Linked DNA regions of Muntiacus reevesi: region 1 is linked to region 2. A link is a contact called in public Hi-C data. All regions are on one chromosome and are shown on one strand. The core of a region is the stretch at or near the end of the contact, and the rest is flanking DNA. Distances in the headings are between cores, read along the strand shown.

Region 1 (3,429 bases), core at 319-2,818, 210 kb after region 2:
ATATGGAAATGAAAGCCACCCTGTCCGATGGCTCTTCAGTTACTGCTCTCTCATGAAATATTAACTTTCCTTTAGTATGATTTCAGACGTGAGATGACTCTCGGGTCAGAGGGCATTGGGGAAGGAGCCCTGGGCGAGAGTGTGAACAGAGCTGCTGACAAGCGGCTGCGGACACGTGTGGGTCTCTGCTTCCTTCACCGGCTGACTAGGGTCTGAGATGCCTCTTAGGGGTTGTGGTCATCCGTGTATCAGGAGAACTCCCGTGATGGCCACTCGCTGAGCACCTGCTGCTCTGAAGATGCAGCTGTGGTGGCTGGCACCTATGCCCCTGCAGTGTGAAGTCCTGTAGACCAGACCTGCAGTCCTGTGGACCAGCCATGATGGCTAGGCGCTGTGCCCCGCAGTGGGCAGCCCTGCAGACCAGAGCTGCAGTCCTGTGGACCAGCCATGATGGCTAGGCGCTGGGCCCCGCAGTGGGCAGCCCTGCAGACCAGAGCTGCAGTCCTGTGGACCAGCCATGACGGCGAGGCGCTGTGCTCTGCAGCGGGCAGCCCTGCAGACCAGACCTGCAGTCCTGTGGACCAGCCATGATGGCGAGGCGCTGTGCCCTGCAGCAGGCAGCCCTGCAGCCGAGAGCTGTTGGGTAACAGCCACCATTGCTGGTGCCAACCACCTTGGAACAGAGACTCCAGTCATCTTCAAAGTACCTTGAGAAAACGATCGAGTGCTGTACAAGGAGCTCTGATGGGTTCTGACTCTTACCCCAAGCTGCTTGGAAACCTCTGTGTGGTGGGCGAGTGAGACAGGGGCCAGCCATTGGCCAGTGCACCTGGGGTACTTTGGTCCATGCACCTGGCAGCTTTGCAGAGAGGCAGAGGCAGATGGGGCAAAAGGCCCTCTAGAGGAAGATGCTCTGGGCAGGAGTCTGGACACTGCATCCATGCACGCAGAGGAGGAAATGAGGGTCACCTGGCAGCCCCGGGCCCTGCCATCAGAGGAGGCACAGGACCCTGTTCACTTCGCTAGATCATGAGGCCACATGGGGTGGCAGCCAGGAAGGAGCAGGCAGAGGGCCGCTGTGGGGTGAGAGATTTGTGGTGAGGGAGTTTGGAGTTGTAGGAAGAGCTTTAATCAGTTTTTCAGGAGTCAGCATTCAGTCCTCTGCTCCAGCCAGGAGGACTGGGAAGGGCCATGCAGCCGGGGTGGGGATAAGGCACCTGTGGGTCTGGGGCAGCACCTGCTGGGGTGAACCCTGTGCGGGGCTCCTCCTGGCGCCTTGGATCTTGCCTTACAGGGAATGGGCTCCTTGCTTGGGGCCCCTAGGAAGACGGGTGAGGGCAAGAGCAGACCAGTAGGGGAAGTGGTTCACCCAGTCTCCAGGCCCCCATTGTCCGACACAACCCCGTCCAGTCCTGCGCCCCACCTCCCTGCGGTTAGGACTTGATGAGAATCGCTTCCTCCGGGTTCACACTTGGCGCCAGCCCCTTGGGAGGGGACCTGGGGAGGCGGACCGCGCTCCAGAGGGCTAGTCTCTCCTCCTGGGCTCTGGTCCGGAGTGCGGGACTGGGCGGACAGCGCTCTCCGGAGCCGTGACGCGGAGCGCGCTGCACGGGTCCCGCGGGGCCAGGGCTGCGGTCCTGCTCGGCGGCGGCGACGGCGCGAGTGACGCGCGAGCGCGGGCCTCTCTCAGCAGGTACGCACGCCGGCCTGGGGTGGAGGGAACCGAGGCGCTGCGGAGCCGCATATCAAGGGGAGGATGCCCCAGGATCCAGGAGGAGGGTCGGGCCGGCACAAGGGTCGGAGCTCAGGCTGGGGTGCGTGGGCCAAGGGATGCGGGGACCTAGGCATCGGTCTGGGTCCGGGCGCGGGGGCGGGAGCTCGGGGTCGGGGAAGACTGCAGCAAGCTCCAAGGTGTGAGTGCGCCGCCGGGGTGCAGAGGGCTGGGCGCGGCTCCGGCTGCGGTGCGGGGCTGCAGAGGGGTTGCGGGACTGCTGCGGCAGGCAGGCGGCTGGCCGGGTGCGGATGTCCGCTGGACTGTGGCGCGGGGCGCAGGCGCTGCGCCACGGCTGGGCGCGGTCTGTCCGGAGGCGCCGTGTCGCGACTTGGGGACATCTGGGACTTAGCTATCTCAGGCTCTTCCTCTGACCCCCGCCCCCAAGACCTCTCGGCCCAGTTCCGTGGTTGGCGGTTCGTTTGCCCCTCACCCGCGTGTGACTATTTTTAGTCTTGAAAGTGCTGTCACAGCCAGGATTTCAGGATGCTGGAGGAGGAGCGCAGGGAGCCCCTACAGGGTTAGAGGAGTGGAGAGTGGGCGCACACAGGGCCGCAGCCATGCGCCAGACCAGCACGTGGTTCTGTTAACCGGTGAGTCTTCTGGGCTGGGAAGGGCCGGGTACCAGGAGGAGACCTGTCTGGGTGAGTCCCCATGGGAACATTCACCCCGAGCTCCTGTCAGCCCCCTCACTCCTCTCTAGGGCTGCAGCTTCACGTTTTGTCAGTGTTCTGTGCTGGGCCACATCTGTAGGTGTGCATGTTGTTACTATATTCAGACCTAAGGGGTCAGATTCTCTCTCTTCTTGGAAGTCCTTTACTTTTAGAGTTTTCTCAACATATCTGTGCTAATTGTTGTTATTCAGTCCCTAGATCATATTCAGCTCTTTGTGACCCCATGGACTGCAGCACGCCAGGCTTCCCTGTCCTTCACCATCTCCCAGAGCTTTCTCAAACTCATGTCCATTGAGTTGGTGATGCCATCCAACCATCTCGTCCTCTATTGTCCCCTTCTCCTCCTGCCCTCAATCTTTCCAAGCATCAGGGTCTTTTCTAATGAGTTGGCTCTTCACATCAGGTGGCCTAAGTACTGGAGCTTCAGCTTCAGCGTCAGTCCTTCCAATGAATATTTTGGATTGACTTCCTTTAGGATTGACTGGTTTCATCTCCTTGCTGTCCAAGGGACTCTCAAGAGTCTTCTCCAACACCACAGTTCAAAAGCATCAATTCTTCCACACTCAGCCTTCTTTATGGTCCAACTCTCACGTCTGTTCATGACTACTAGAAAAACCACAGCTTTGACCATATGGAACTTTGTCAGCAAAGTGGTATCTCTGCTTTTTAATACACTGTCTAGGTTTGTCATAGCTTTTCTTCCAAGGTGAAAGCGTGTTTAATTTTGTAGCTGCAGTCACTGTCTGCAGTGATTTTGGAGCCTGAGACAAAATCTGTCACTGTTTCCATTGTTTCCCCATCTATTTGCTGTGAAGTGATGGGACCTGGTGCCATGATCGCTTTTTGAAAGTTGAATTTTAAGCCAGCTTTTCCACTCTCCTCTTTCCCCCTCATCAAGAGGCTCTTTAGTTTCTTTTCAATTTCTGTCATTAGAGTGGTATCACCTGCATATCTGAGGTTGCTAATTGCTCATGGAGAATTTTT
Region 2 (3,630 bases), core at 62-2,561:
AATATATTGTTAGACTAAAGCCATTGTATTAAGACTGTTTAAAATGTAAGCATTATAATTCTGAAAATACACATTTTAAGAAGAAACCTGCTGTTTTGGACTTCATTCTTATCCTGTGGTGTGTGAAAATTGAGTGTGTAAAAAAAAAGAGAATATTCTTGTCTTCTTTCCCTAATCCTTGTTCCTGACTACTAAACATTAATTATTTTGGGGGTAGCATTAGGGGTCCTTTCTCACAACTTACTGCCCAATTGTTGTTTGGTTGCTAACTCGTTTCTGACTCTTGCGACCCCGTGGACTGGATAACCTGACAGGCCCCTCAGTCCATGGGATTTTTCAGGCAGGAATACTGGGGTAGGTTACCATTTCCTCCTCTAGGAGATCTTCCCGACTCAGGGATGGAATCTGTGTCTGCTGCAGTGGCAGGTAGAGTCTTTACTGCTGAGCCACCAGGGAAGCCCCTTACTGCCCAATAGCACACTGGAAGTAAGACATCTGAGTCTAGAGAGTTTTTGAGGTTTTTTTGTAGACATATGTGCCATCCTACAGTTTGACTTCTTAGACTACAAGGACATCAATGCAGTCAATCCTAAAGGAAAACAATCCTGAATATTCATTGGAAGGACTGATGCTGAAGCTGAAGCTCCAGTGTTTTGGCCTCCTTTTGCGAAGAGCTGACTCATGGAAAAGACCCTGATGCTGGGAAAGGTTGAGGGCAGGAGGAGAAGGCGTGGTGGAGGAAGAGACCATTAGATAGCATCACCAACTCAGTGGACATGACTTTGAGCAATTTCTGGGAGATGGTGGAGGACAGAGAAGCCTAGTGGGCTACAGTCCATTGAGTCGCATTTGGACACGACTTAGCCCCTGAACAACAGTCTGACAAGGTGACTGCCTCTGTCATATTTGGAAGCTTCACTAATACAATTTATTTTCTTCAGAAAAGGTTTTCCATTTACTTAGTCTTGCTGTTTTGGCCCCTACTTAATGATCTAGAGCTTTTAAACAAATAAGCGTAGGATCGGACGATCGGATCGGATCTCACCCTCCATGGTGCTGGAATGGTTTGTCAAAGCAGCCGGGCAACCCACCCCAAGCCCAAGAGGACCTGAGCCTGACCTGGGGGGTGCGGAGCCGCGGGCTGGGACTCCACCTTGGGACCGTGCTGGCTGCAAAGAACCCGCGCTTGGGGGCGGGGTCGGTGGGTGGGGCTTCACCTCCGGGGCTGGACCTGCAGCCAGGAAGCCACCCTTGGGGCGGGGCCGGCTGGCTGGGACCCAAGCTCGGGCGGCGCTGCTCCTCCAGGCCTCGAGGGGCGCTATGGCGTGTGACCGCGCTCCCATCCCGGAAGTGCTTGCTGCGGGCCGAGGGGCGGGGCGCAGAGAGCAAGCAACACACGTGTGGCTGCCGGGATGAAGTTCGCTTACAGGGTGAGCGCGGGCCAGGGGTGGTGAGGGGGTCCGGATAGAGTCGCTCCTCGAGACTGCTCCCTCGGGGCCAGGGAGCTGGGCCTGGGTTCACTGGGTCAGGCACCACCGACTTGCTCCTCACCCGGCAGCCTGAGAGAGGCCCGGCCTGGGGCCTCAGAGCCCCGGACTGGGACGGAGCGGGCGCGCAGACGAAAAGAGCGGAGTGCTGAGGGAGGGTCACGCCGAGATCCGAGCGGGGCAGCGGAAGCCAGCCCGGACGGAAGCCCTGGTTCCCAGGCTCCGCAGCTCGCGCCGTGGAGAGGACGCGGGGGCAGAGGGCGGGAGCCGGGTGCCGAGCTCACCGGACGCGCTTCTGCATCTTCCCCGCGTCTCGGGCCCCTTGGCACAGCGGGCCACCTGTGTGTCTGAAGCTGTGAGCGTTTGCGCGGCCCTGCCCGCTGCTGCCACTGCCCTGAAGGCTGTTCCTCCGCAGGTTTGTTGTTTCCAGCCTTTCTCTCTCTGTCAGGTCCCAGCTCCTCACGTCCCAGGCTTGGCCTGGCCCTAGCCTCGGCGGGAGCTTCCTCAGGTCCACCTCACACACACGCTGCCCCTACCCAATCTGGTCTTCCTGCTTAGAATGCTCCCCCACTGTGACCCCAACCTCCCCCATCCAACTCCTCTCGGGGTGCCTTCCATCCCCAGCTCTCCAGTCCCCGTAGCCTCTTGGGGTTCCCAGAACCCTGCCCGCCTGCAGCTCCAGATGCTCCTTGGAGATTCCTCCTGTCTCAGTGGCCCACACGCAGGTCGTGGGACCTGCAGGTGGTTGATGGTTGAATGAATGATTGAACGGATGGGCTGCCAGCAGGCTAGGAAGCTTTCTGCCAGCTGTTCAGGAAGCCTTGAACCCTACATGCAGTCGGAAGGCTGTTCCGTCCGCAGTTCTCTTCCTGCAGCACAGGTCCTGTCCTCCCCGCCCTCCAGCAGACACCTCCTATCTGGAGGCTACCCTACGCTGATCCTGCCCTTTGTCCACCCCAGCAGAAGCTCAGAGACCCTGGGGACTGGGCTTATGTATTCTCTCCTGCTCGGGGCTGGATTGAGAGGTGCCCAGGAACTGTCCTGGGAGGAGGGGGTTGGCTCGAGGGACCCCGGGAATAATGAGGGAGCCTGGAGAGTCTGCACCATCATCTCCTTGACCAGAAGCCTCGCTTCGTCGTTTCCAAGAGTTGTATTTTCTTTACATAATAAAGACAGTTTTGTTTTCTTTTCAGTTTTCAAATTTGCTGGGGACAGTCTATCGGTGTGGAAACTTAAATTTTACCTGTGATGGGAATTCAGTTATCAGCCCTGTGGGAAACAGAGTTACTGTGTTCGACTTGAAAAAGTAAGTATGCTAAAATGATCTTAGCAATAGTGATCCTTGTGGTTTGCAGGTAAAAAGTGTTTTCCTCACCTGTCTAAAGCATACCTTTTACTTAAGACAGCCCAAGAGGGGCCTGCGGATTCACGTAGTGCCGATGGTTCAGCAGTGGGACTGGCTGTAGGGGTCCTGGTTCCTCCCTTCTAACCTCTCCGCTGGACCCTGTGTACTGAGGTTGCATCACTTGGCTGAAATATCTGGTAGAGGATGCCTGGGCATGGGACCAGCCCTGGACTGCTGCCTAGCCAGCACGCTTAGGTTCACTCTGTCTCCACTGAGCACGCACGTGACTCTGTTCCTGTCTTCTCAGATGTGTGTGGCCTGGGTGAGACCCTCCTGTGGCAGAGGCTGCCTGGATCTCTGCATGCCTCAGTTTTTGCATCTATAAAATGGGGCCGTAGTACTTGCTTGTGAGTTGTTTCCTAAAGTGCAGGGCCAGTTCCTCGCAGGTCATTGCTGGTGTCAGCTGTTTAAGTGACATGTGGCAGGGGCACTCCAAGGTCGAGGCCTCACGGCTGCTGAAGAAGAACTGGAAAGTGATATGATAGAGGACAGAATTAGAGTGTGATCCAGTGGTTATTTATCTTTACTTAGTTTTCCATGACTCCACATTTTTACATTCCTGCAGAAGGCCTTACTGGGTGTGCTGTCCCTGGGCTTACCCTCTTATTGGGCAGCTCAGTCGTTTCCAGTTTCCTGACTGTATGTTTGCATACAGTCATTTTGGGATGAGGCCCTAGAAGCAGAACTGACATGTTCAAAACCCATTTTTAAGGTTTTTATGTGTTTTGTGCAGGGGTG

Evidence for each region. Hi-C and Micro-C count contacts between places; a contact is called where the count stands out from the background.
Region 1: a contact with region 2 is called in a Hi-C map of blood, with 2.5 times the contacts expected there. The contact joins the promoter of TRPM2 here to the promoter of PWP2 in region 2.

The regions. Positions count from the first base shown.
Region 1 is chr8:24,093,461-24,096,889 of mMunRee1.1, forward strand. TRPM2 (transient receptor potential cation channel subfamily M member 2) reads left to right here and starts at 1,569. Exons shown (of 33, transcript XM_065942905.1): 1 at 1,569-1,693.
Region 2 is chr8:23,878,815-23,882,444 of mMunRee1.1, forward strand. It overlaps PWP2 (PWP2 small subunit processome component), which reads left to right and starts at 1,312. Exons shown (of 21, transcript XM_065942363.1): 1 at 1,312-1,430; 2 at 2,681-2,793. The coding sequence starts at 1,413. TRAPPC10 (trafficking protein particle complex subunit 10) reads left to right here. Exons shown (of 23, transcript XM_065942706.1): 23 at 1-86.